Regions from separate parts of the Gossypium hirsutum genome. Here region 1 is linked to region 2. Evidence: chromatin contacts called from public Hi-C data. All regions are on one chromosome and are shown on one strand. Each heading gives the region's core, a stretch centred on a gene start, on an enhancer-like site or on the middle of the called end of the contact. The rest is flanking DNA. Distances are from core to core; before and after follow the strand shown.

What was found. Hi-C and Micro-C count contacts between places; a contact is called where the count stands out from the background.
Region 1: a contact with region 2 is called in a Hi-C map of leaf, with 2.4 times the contacts expected there. The contact joins the promoter of LOC107922007 here to the promoter of LOC107951476 in region 2. A contact is called at or near these places in 4 of 34 Hi-C or Micro-C datasets (hypocotyl and leaf).

What each region holds. Positions count from the first base shown.
Region 1 is chrD01:18,990,714-18,996,048 of Gossypium_hirsutum_v2.1, reverse strand. LOC107922007 (gamma carbonic anhydrase 1, mitochondrial) reads left to right here and starts at 2,480. Exons shown (of 5, transcript XM_016851827.2): 1 at 2,480-2,846; 2 at 3,259-3,402; 3 at 4,837-4,962; 4 at 5,061-5,212. The coding sequence starts at 2,732.
Region 2 is chrD01:18,721,938-18,727,241 of Gossypium_hirsutum_v2.1, reverse strand. LOC107951476 (glucose-induced degradation protein 8 homolog) reads left to right here and starts at 1,329. Exons shown (of 8, transcript XM_016886541.2): 1 at 1,329-1,464; 2 at 2,923-3,107; 3 at 4,043-4,184; 4 at 4,816-4,963; 5 at 5,040-5,115; 6 at 5,188-5,299. The coding sequence starts at 3,075. LOC107952284 (lon protease 2) reads left to right here. Exons shown (of 3, transcript XM_016887549.2): 1 at 1-664; 2 at 1,066-1,163; 3 at 1,242-1,779. The coding sequence ends at 652.

The DNA of each region.
Region 1 (5,335 bases), core at 1,231-3,730, 270 kb before region 2:
TATTATATTGAGTTGTAATATTGTAGTATATAGAAGGAAGCATGTGACTTAAGCTATATACAACCGTCATAACTCACATTTGCAATTTACTATAATGTGGTAATTATAATGAGTGTTATTTTTATGCACGCTCAATGTTTATTCTATTAGGGTTTATATTTTACCTCATTGGGCCAACTGGGAGAATGTAAGATTTTAGCCTAATTTTGTAGATCCAATTAAGTCTAAAATAGTGTGGCCCAATTTAAAGAAGATAAGAGTTTTACTTTGAATAGAAGTTGAACTCTATCTATCCATTCGGTTACTTGATAGACGTATGGGATTAAAAGTTGATTATTATACCATCACTTAGGGTTTGTATAATTAAGGGAATAGGCCAAGAGAGAGAAATCAATTTATCAGGTGTTCTTCATGTTTTTCTTTGTCAAGGTTAATGGCGAAGTCTAATTCCACGTCAAGTATCTCTTAAACTTATAGATTATTCTAAAGGCCTTAAAATCAATGTTTATGCAATATTAGAGATTTGTTTGCATAATATCTAAATCTAATAAATTTTACATTCTTTACACAAAGGAAGAACAAGCAATTAATTTAATTAATTGTAATAACTTTATTTTAAGTTTAGTATGAAATATTTGAGATTATATAATCAAAAGTAATTTAAGCTTTGTAGACAATTATTAAATATAAGTTACCAAGTTGATTTCATTAAGATTAATATGGAAACATGAAATATAATTTTAAAATTTAGGAGATTAATTTAATTAATTTCAATATTACAATAACAAATTAGTTAACATTATCAAGAAAAAAAAGTAGAATTCTTGGCAATGTGATAAACAAGTACAATTTGATACTTTTTTTAATGCATTATTTAGTTTCTACTGCCTTTTCACTTTAATTATAAATTTCTTTTACCCCAATTAATACTTAAAAAAAAAATCTAAATTCGTTGACTTATTTATCTTGGAACTTTGTTTAATTAATTTATGGGTGAAGTACATCACAGGTCACCCAATTATGGGTCATTTTTTTATCACCTAACTATAAATTTTTTAAATTAGTCATCCAACTATAGATTTGTTTTTTTTTTGTCACCTAACTATGATTTTTTTAAACTGGTCACCAAACTAATCGTGATTGATATTTTTTTTGGGTCCATTTCTGTTAAATGCACTAACGGGAGGATGAAGTGGCAGTTGAAAAATTGGTATAATAATAATTTTAGACCTCAACTTTTACATATTATATCGATTTAGTCATAATTTTAAAAATTAACCCTCAAAATTTAGAAATGTTTCAATTTAATCCTAATTCTAAAAAAATAAAGAAATATATAAAAATACATAAATATTTTTAAAAATATAATAATAAATTTAAATTTTATACTAATATTAAATAAAAACAATTATATTAATAGTAAATAATAAAACCCTCCCCTTCCCCACCCCTCTCTCCTACCGTTATGAAACAACTTGAGCCTCTACTCCTTGAAATGAACCCAACCACAAAAAGATCTCTGTTCTCATTCATAATGGGAAACCCATCTCACCATCCTCCAATACATGGTCCAACTTTGGAATCACAAATCACCTTTGCTTCCTTCTACCCTTACCAACGTTCAGAAGCCTTCTTTTGTTCCGATTATATTGATAAAAAAGATGAGTGTTTAATATTTTTTATTCCATTGCCAGTGCATAGTATAGTAATCATTTTTATATTTCGTCTGGTTTGAACATAAATGCTGAATAATTCCATGCATATGCAAATACGATAGATATATGGCATTGGGAAGAGAATATGGATGGGAGAAGAAGACCAAGAGGAAGCAAAGGAGGAGTTAATGCAATGCTTGAAGACCCTGGAAGGAGAGCTGGGGGAGAAGCTCTACTTTGGGGGACAGAGCGTAGGGGTAGCGGGTGTTGCACTTGTACCTTTCACCACTTGGTTTTACAGTTACGAGACTTGTTGCAATTTCAGCAGCAACAACAACAGAGAAGGAGAGGGAGAGGGACGCCAGGGGAGGGACGGTGGGGGGAAGAGAGGAGGGTTTTTTTTTTTAAATTTAATATTAATATAATTATTTTATTTAATATAAATTTAAATAAGTTATTATATTTTAAAAAATATTTATGTATTTTTATAAATTTTTAAATTTTTTAGAAATACGACCAAATTGAAACCATTTATAAATTTTGAGTGTTAATTTTTAAAATTATGAATAAATCGATATAATAGGTAAAATTAAAGGTTAAATTTAATATTATACCAATTTTTTAACTACCACGTGACCTTTCCATCGGCGCAATTAATGAAAATAGACAAAATGATTAGTTGGGTGACCAAAAAAGAAACAAATCCATAGCTAGGTGACCAATTTTAAAAATTCATAGTTAGGTGACAAAAAAGAAAATGACTCATAGTTGGATGACCTGTGATGTAATTTACCCATAAATCAATTAAACAAAGTTCCGAGATTAATCATTTACTAACTTTAATCCAAACACCTATATTATTATTGGGCTATCACTCAAGAAGAGTCCAAGACAACTCAACTCAATACAACAGACTCAGACTGAGTTGAGAGAAGTTGAGTTAGGCCCAGAAGATTCAACCCTACCAGTCTACCACTAAACTAAGAGAGGTCTGAGAGCATTATTTCCCTTCTCAGCACTTCGAGCTTTGTTTCCTAGTCACTCGCCCTCTGCGCAATCACCGATCAAAGCTGAAGATGGGAAGCCTTGGAAAAGCAATATACACTGTCGGATTCTGGATTCGGGAGACCGGTCAGGCTCTCGATCGCCTTGGTTGCCGCCTACAAGGCAACTATTTTTTCCAGGAGCAACGTGAGTTTTATTTCATTTCAATCTTCAACTTCTATTCCTAAGCTGATTCCAATCTCAAATATGGATTCAGTCTTTGGGGGTTTTCAGCTAATTTCAAATATGAAATATACTTTTTATGTCTTCTCATTTTCTAGCTTACATTTTCTTTGATGTTATTATTAAACAATTAGACTGCCTCTGTATAAAATTACAAGCACAGTTATGATTATAAACTTAGGGTTTTTTCCCCTCCTAATTTAGCCAATTGTACTGGTTAATTGGTTATTTGCCTTTCTGATTTCTGAGGTAATTCGGCTTCGTTTTACCTTTTTTTTTTGTGTGTTCAAAGATAGGATTTTGCTTTTGTCGCTTTAGTTTTTTTCTTTTTCATTATCCGAATGCATTCATGTTTTCTTTTTATTTTTATTCATAGTTTCTAGGCATCGGACTCTGATGAACGTATTTGATAAATCTCCTCTGGTGGACAAGGATGCATTCGTAGCCCCTAGCGCATCTGTCATTGGCGATGTTCAGGTGGGAAGAGGATCTTCTATTTGGTATGGATGTGTTTTAAGGGGTAAGATACTTGCTTATATACTCAATTTGGTTTTTGTTTGACGGCAATAGTCTTTTTTTTTTTTTCAATTGATTAAGAACAAAAACTATTAGCAACATAAGTCTAATAAAGGCAAACCATATGCCTACGTCCCTATTAGCTGCATGTACTTCCAACTTTGCAACTTTCTCACACCAAAGAAGTGTTGTGTGGTGGTTGCTCGCCTCATCCCTTAATCATGAGGTCGGGGGGTTGGTCCTTGCCCAGGGGAATGGAGCACATTTCACGGCCAGCCATTTACCTCTTTGGAGAGCACTCGCGGCGAGGGGATTAGTCACTGCTATTGGCAGTGGACAACCTGGTTTCGACCAAAAAAAAAGAAAAAGAAATTATTTAAGGATGGACTATATATCCAACTTAGCATATGAAGTTTTAGGGTTATACTAATTAACTTTTAGATGGTGACTTGAGAAACAAATAGACATTATTAATGGTAATACTATTGGCTTATGTTTAGTGTGCTTTAATTTGAAAACTATGTGAATAAAGATAGTAGACTTAAGTTGATTATTTCTGCACATATTCTGAATGAGTTTAAATTTACTACATGTCTGGGTTTATCACAATTGGTCTAGAGAAATGTAGCTAGTCCTAGTGAGGATATTACTTGTCTCAACTTTTAACAATTAATTTACAGGAATGTTGTTTGTAAATTTAACTATTGGTTTCAACTTTAAATTATCAGTTCTTTTAATTTTATTTTCTATTTATCTTGTATGGTATTGTCTTCCTGGTACGTCTTACTATTTCATTTAACATTTTAGCCATCCTAAATAATCATTCATTCACACAAGCGAGCGCTTGCAACTTGTATAATATACCTTGTTCCCCACCTGGTTCATGTCCTCAACTCCACATGCTTCTTAAAACCTTAAATACAACCACAATGCATAAGATGGCAGACTTATTCTCCTGTAGAGCAGGTTCATTTTTACTAGTATTTATCATTCTTCTCCTATCAAGGAGATAAAATTTTGGGTTAAGAAGATATTTCGGACAATTATTTTCTTCCCTCAAAATGAAATCCCTGGTATATTTAGTGTATGTACCATGTGTGACTGCAGTTCCTTATTATTCTAATAAGAAAGTTGAAAATGAATTTGTGCAGCCACATACCACATAGCAATGCCTTTCTACAAAGTTGGGTTAGGGAATCATTCCTGAATAATACGTCTTTATTGAATGGTAGTACATTTGACTCTTCACTACTATATCTCTCGAAGAGGAAGGTTTCTGAGATCACACCCTACCCCACTATCTTTTAACCACCCCGTGTAGAGGAAGTTATAATTTTCTTGACCCTTGTGAATTTGTTCGGAGAGATATTAGGGTTATTTCTTTGACATTATTTTTACTAGATTTTCCTGATTATCATCCTTGTCCTGCTTTGAACAGGGGATGTCAACAGCATTAGTGTTGGATCTGGAACTAATATACAAGACAACTCCCTTGTGCATGTTGCAAAATCTAATCTAAGTGGGAAAGTGCTACCAACTAACATTGGAAACAATGTTACTGTAGGTAAGTAAAGTGGCATTGGCCATACATTTCATGTGAATTAACCTGATAAAAAAGTTTCTTCCATCAATAAGGTATGATTGAAACTTTGAAATGATCAGGTCATAGTGCTGTTTTACATGGCTGTACCGTTGAGGATGAAGCATTTGTTGGCATGGGAGCCACACTTCTTGATGGTGTAGTTGTGGAAAAACATGCTATGGTTGCTGCTGGAGCCCTTGTGAGACAGAATACAAGGATCCCTGCTGGGGAGGTACCACAAACTCCATGGTCTTCTGGTCATGTTTTCAAAAATATTTGATGAACTTGTTGATTTATCTGTTAATCAGAGTCACCTTTGTTTCTTGTTGTAGCATTTATGAATAAAAAAATAACC
Region 2 (5,304 bases), core at 80-2,579:
CCCGTATCCTCCCCAATCAGATGAATCCGTACGGCTCCCTCTATTTCCTCTCCCCTTAGTTCTCTTCCCCGGCGCTGTTCTCCCCCTCCAGATCTTCGAGTTCCGTTACCGCATTATGATGCACACGCTCCTCCACACCGACCTCCGCTTTGGCGTTATTTACTCTGATCCCGTCGGTGGCACCTCCGACGTCGGCTGCGTCGGAGATATTTTCAAGCACGAACGCCTCGTCGACGACCGCTTCTTTCTCATTTGTAAAGGCCAAGAACGGTTCCGCGTCACCAACATCGTACGTAAGAAACCATATCTTGTCGCGGAAGTCAACTGGCTCGAAGACCGCCCCTCCAGCGACGAGGATTTGGAAGGAATAGCCGATGAAGTGGAGAGTTGCATGAAAGACGTGATTCGGTTATCGAATCGCCTCAATGGAAAACCGGTAAAGGAAGCGCAGGATTTGAGGAGGAATCTATTTCCGACTCCGTTTTCATTCTTTGTAGGGAGTACATTCGAAGGGGCGCCGAAAGAGCAACAAGCTTTGCTGGAGTTAGAAGATACGGCGGCCAGGTTGAGAAGAGAGAAGGGAACTTTGAGGAACACTCTCAATTACTTGTCTGCAGCATCGGCTGTGAAAGACGTGTTTCCCTCTTCATGACGAGAGAATTGAGTAAATTTTAAAGCAAACTTTGTTTAAATTTTGGCGAATATGTTGTTGTGTGTAATTTTTTGTACACGAAGGCATCATTTTTATATGAAATTTTGCTTGTTTCTCACTAGTCGTTGTTAGAATCTTGAATGAATTGTTTATACTAACATGGTTAATTTGCACAGAAGATAGTTTTTGGGATATGGTTTATTCTTTATGTTACTGCTACTTATTGGATACTTAGACTATATTGATGGCCGATGAGGTTTAGTTTCCTTGAATAGGGGTATTAGTTCGTTTTTCGAGCAGAATTTTGTAAAGGGCTTTGTAATTCAATCATTTCTTTTTCCTGGATTGAGCATTGTTGTTAAAGGGCCGTAGAAACTATCTCAGTTTTCAAGCTGTTGATTTTTTGTTCGCAGCATTGTTAGCGTGTTCTAAGCTGATTCATTTCTGGTCAATGGAGAATTCCTATCTCCAAGACTCCAACTCCATTAATTAGCCCAGAAGCACCACTGAGGTGATTGTTTTTCACAATTTTCAGTTTATTTTCCCCTTCAAAATATAACAGAGAACTGGGTTTGTTGGTCTGTTTTAGATGTTGCAGGGTCATATAAAGAAGGCTAAAGAATAAAGATGGGGGCTTGGTTGTCGTAGACACCTGTCTTTTGGAATGGTCATGAATCTTTCAGGTACTGATAGCATTGAATTTGTTATCTGCTTTCTAAGTCGTATGATAATTTCACAGGATCTTCAGGACAAATGAAGCTATGAGCTGAACATATCACATGGCCTTTGTTAGCATAGCTGTTGGATTACTGGTTAGTTGCTTTTAAACTGTGCTTGTCTCGATGCTGATGTTAAACACTAGCAGATATATGATTTGAGGTTTGGCCATTCCTTTACCCTATGGATTCATTAGGATGGGGCGGAACTAAACTTGTTCAAACCAAATATTTAAACTCAAACCTTATATAAAGTTTTTCAACTAGTGATGCAAATTTATGTTGGTTTGAAGAATGGCTGGACTGTGTGGTAGGGCATAGAAGAAAGAAAAATGGATTTGTGGGTGTTTTCTTGCATAGGGTTTTCCAAGGAAACCAAAACTTGACATGGCATAAAGGTGATTCCAGGTTTGACAACTTGCAATTATCTGCAAAAACTGCAATTCATCTGTTCCGGCAATGCTTTATAAATGCCATAAGAAGTTAAGTAGGCTCTCAGTATTACTGTCAAACAGGTTAAAAAGAAGAAATGATGATTTGGTCTCACCAAATGGACCTTATCCGATAAATGGATCCAAAATTCAGTATATAGTAAAAGAGCTGATGGCTTATTGAATTGGAGTTGACTAGAAATGTGGGCACATCTAGACAGGAAACGAGAACATGGGTTTCTTTGTGGGGGAACTGTCTAAAACCCAGCTCCCAAATTATTTCAGCACTGTAAAAGGTTTTTGTTCCACATCAGTTGGAAATTAAATGTCAATCCTTAACTTGAAGAATTCCATCAACCTCTAGTTTAAAATTTGATTTGATAATTTTTATACTCATCTAGGAACTGTGAAAAGCTAAAGTGTATCTATTTGAAACCAATTTATGAATACTATTGTTTTTTATTCGAGAAAGAGATTCAATCAGCTCAAATGTCATCCACTAAAATTTCATCCTTGTTGAGGTTTGATTTGGTAAATTACTTGCAGTGTTTAAATTTGGATAATCATTTTTTTTTCTAATCACTTTTTGTTAACATCAGGTGTTTGTTAATGTTCAAATCCGGATAACCTCTTCTTCTTGACCTTTGACCTTCCAAAGGAAAAAAAATATTAAATTTTACTATGATTAATTTTAATGTTGTTTATACTTTTTTTTATTATATAAATGACTAAATAATAATTGATATTAAGTAAAGTAATTTTGAGCTGTTTTCTTAGGTTAAGCTATTAAAAGTCTTTGAACTCTTGTATTTTTGTCTTCTATTTGTATTAATTGATTCAAATTTGAAAAAAAAATTGACATTGATTTATATTAAACTTCTTAATTAAAAATGAAGCTGATTTGGATAGAAGCTAAAGATTCCATTAAATTCCATTTAGGATTCTCGCATTTTCAAAATATAAGGCATAATATTAATTCACCCATTAACATAAAGTTATTTTTATAATTGGTAAATATTTTAACATACCGATAATAAAAGTGAAAGTGTAGCAATGGTAAAGAGTGGGAGTGTGGAAAAGGCACGTGTACTCAAATGCTAAACAATACCCGTCTCCTTTTTAGGTAATAACACTATTAAAACATGGAGCCTGCGACGATCGCCTTCTTTCTGCGCACTCCGATATATCCCCCAAGACGCCTATCCACCCCTTTTTCTATTTTATTTACAAACTCCAAAATCCCCAAAGCTTCACTTCCCATAATCTGCCCCCATCATGGACGTTGATCCTCGTCTATACGAACAAATTGTAAGTTTTTAATCTTTTGTCCCATTCTCTTTCACTTCTCAATTTTGGGTTTTTTCACCAATGCTAATATAGTTCTACGCTTTCATTTTGTTTGGGTATCTTTTCTTTTTATTGGGTTATAAGAAATTAGGACACTGTTCAATTATGCTGTTTTATCTTTTGTTCTAGGTTTACTGGGTTCGTATGGATTTATCATCAACATGTTTTTTTTTCAAGTTATGAAGGTCCGTTAGGGTTTGAATTTTAACTCTATTTGGGTCTAAACTAATTCCAAGAACAATTTTGTGTTAATGGATTCTGAATTAATTGTGGGTTATAATTATATTATATATGCGTGCTTGGTTTTGCAATAGAACCAATATGTAATGCTTCTCGGTATTATGCTGTTATGATTGACGAGAAAATTGGATAGCATGTAAAACCTTGATTCTATGGATCTACCCTTCCATTAATTAGTCTTCCTCCACAAGTTCAAGTCTTGATTAATAATTTGGAAAGTTAGTTTGCGTATATGATTGTAGGTCTTTGTTGCAGATTGTTTGGGGTTGTTTGGTCTAGTGTGCATCTAAGTGTTAACCTTGTTGCGTGATTTTGGGTGCTACATGGAATTGTTTCACCTATTTGCTACTGCAATTATTATACCGTCAATGTATATGGTGATGCTGTCATGTGCTAGCCTTTAGTTTATGGTGTCACTACTTAAAATAGCATTCCACATCTTCAATCATTTTTGATGAACTGTCTAATTTGTTTCGTAATTTATTTATTTTTTCAATCTATATTATAGTACATATTCTTATGGACTCCTTTTCTTCATCTTGTTCTGATGATGAAGCACCAGAATGTCATTACTGATTAATCTACATTATAGTTATGTCCATCTTATAGCCTTATCCTCTTACATTTGGGCATCCATCACCATTTATCTTTTACAGGCAGTCAATGATAATGACATCCACAACATCATCATGTCATATCTTGTGCACAATTGCTTTAAAGAAACCGTGGAATCGTTTATTGCTTGTACTGGGATGAAGCAGCCTTCTGATTATCTTGAGGACATGGAAAAAAGAAAAAGTAGGTGAAGTTTTCATCACTTGATAAATTTTATGTATAAGATATAAGATAACCCAGGATTATGATGCTGGACCACATTTGTGCAACCATGGCATGTGTTAATTATCAAACATGCAAGGTTTTCTAATGATAGGGTCTATCTTTTGCATTCTTTTACTGAAAGTTGCAAAAGTTGCATTCTTTATGTTTCTCAGACTCGAGTGTGTATTAGACATGACAATGTGTCCAACATGGGAATATGTATTTTTTTCCACTAAATTTTTCCATATATTTGGAGGGTCCTAGGAAAATGAAAAGACGGAGCAACATAGCTAACATGTATGTGGCCATGTGTCCGGAAAAGCTATAGGATTATTGAAGCTAAAATATGGCTAACAGATGATTTAGCCTAGCTTACTAAATTTCTGCAAACACTCACTGAGAGCTTACTTCTGCATGCTTGATGCTAATGCAAAAATTTTGAAATATTGTGATGGAACTAAAAAGGAAGCATGTATAAATCTTGCCAGCTAAGTTGTGTACTTCGCAGTGATCTTATACCACGAATTGCATCTTCTCTACTGTAGTTTGCTGTCACCTCTCTTTTTTAGTCTTGATGAAATGCTGACGAATTTGTTGGAATTTTGTGCAGGAATTTATCAATTTGCTTTAGAGGGTAATGCACTTAAGGCAATTGAATTGACTGAACAGCTGGCAACTAACTTACTAGAGAAAAATAAGGACCTGCATTTTGATCTTCTAAGCCTTCATTTCGTCGAGCTTGTATGCTCTAGGAAATGGTGAGATGAGGATAAAATATCTCTTGAATTATGAATCACACATATTCGTACTTAAAAAAATTCACTTCTATTGCAGCACAGAAGCTCTGGAATTTGCACAGATGAAGTTGACCCCATTTGGGAAGGAGCAAAAATATGTTGAAAAGCTTGAAGTATGTAAGCTTAGCAAGTTTTCACGCTTCTAATCTATGTGTCGGATATTTAAAGATATGCTGTTACTGCAGGATTTTATGGCTCTGCTTGCATATGAGGAACCTGAGAAATCTCCCATGTTTCACCTGCTTAGCTTGGAGTACCGGCAGCATGTTGCAGAGAGCTTAAATCGAGCAATTCTTGGTATA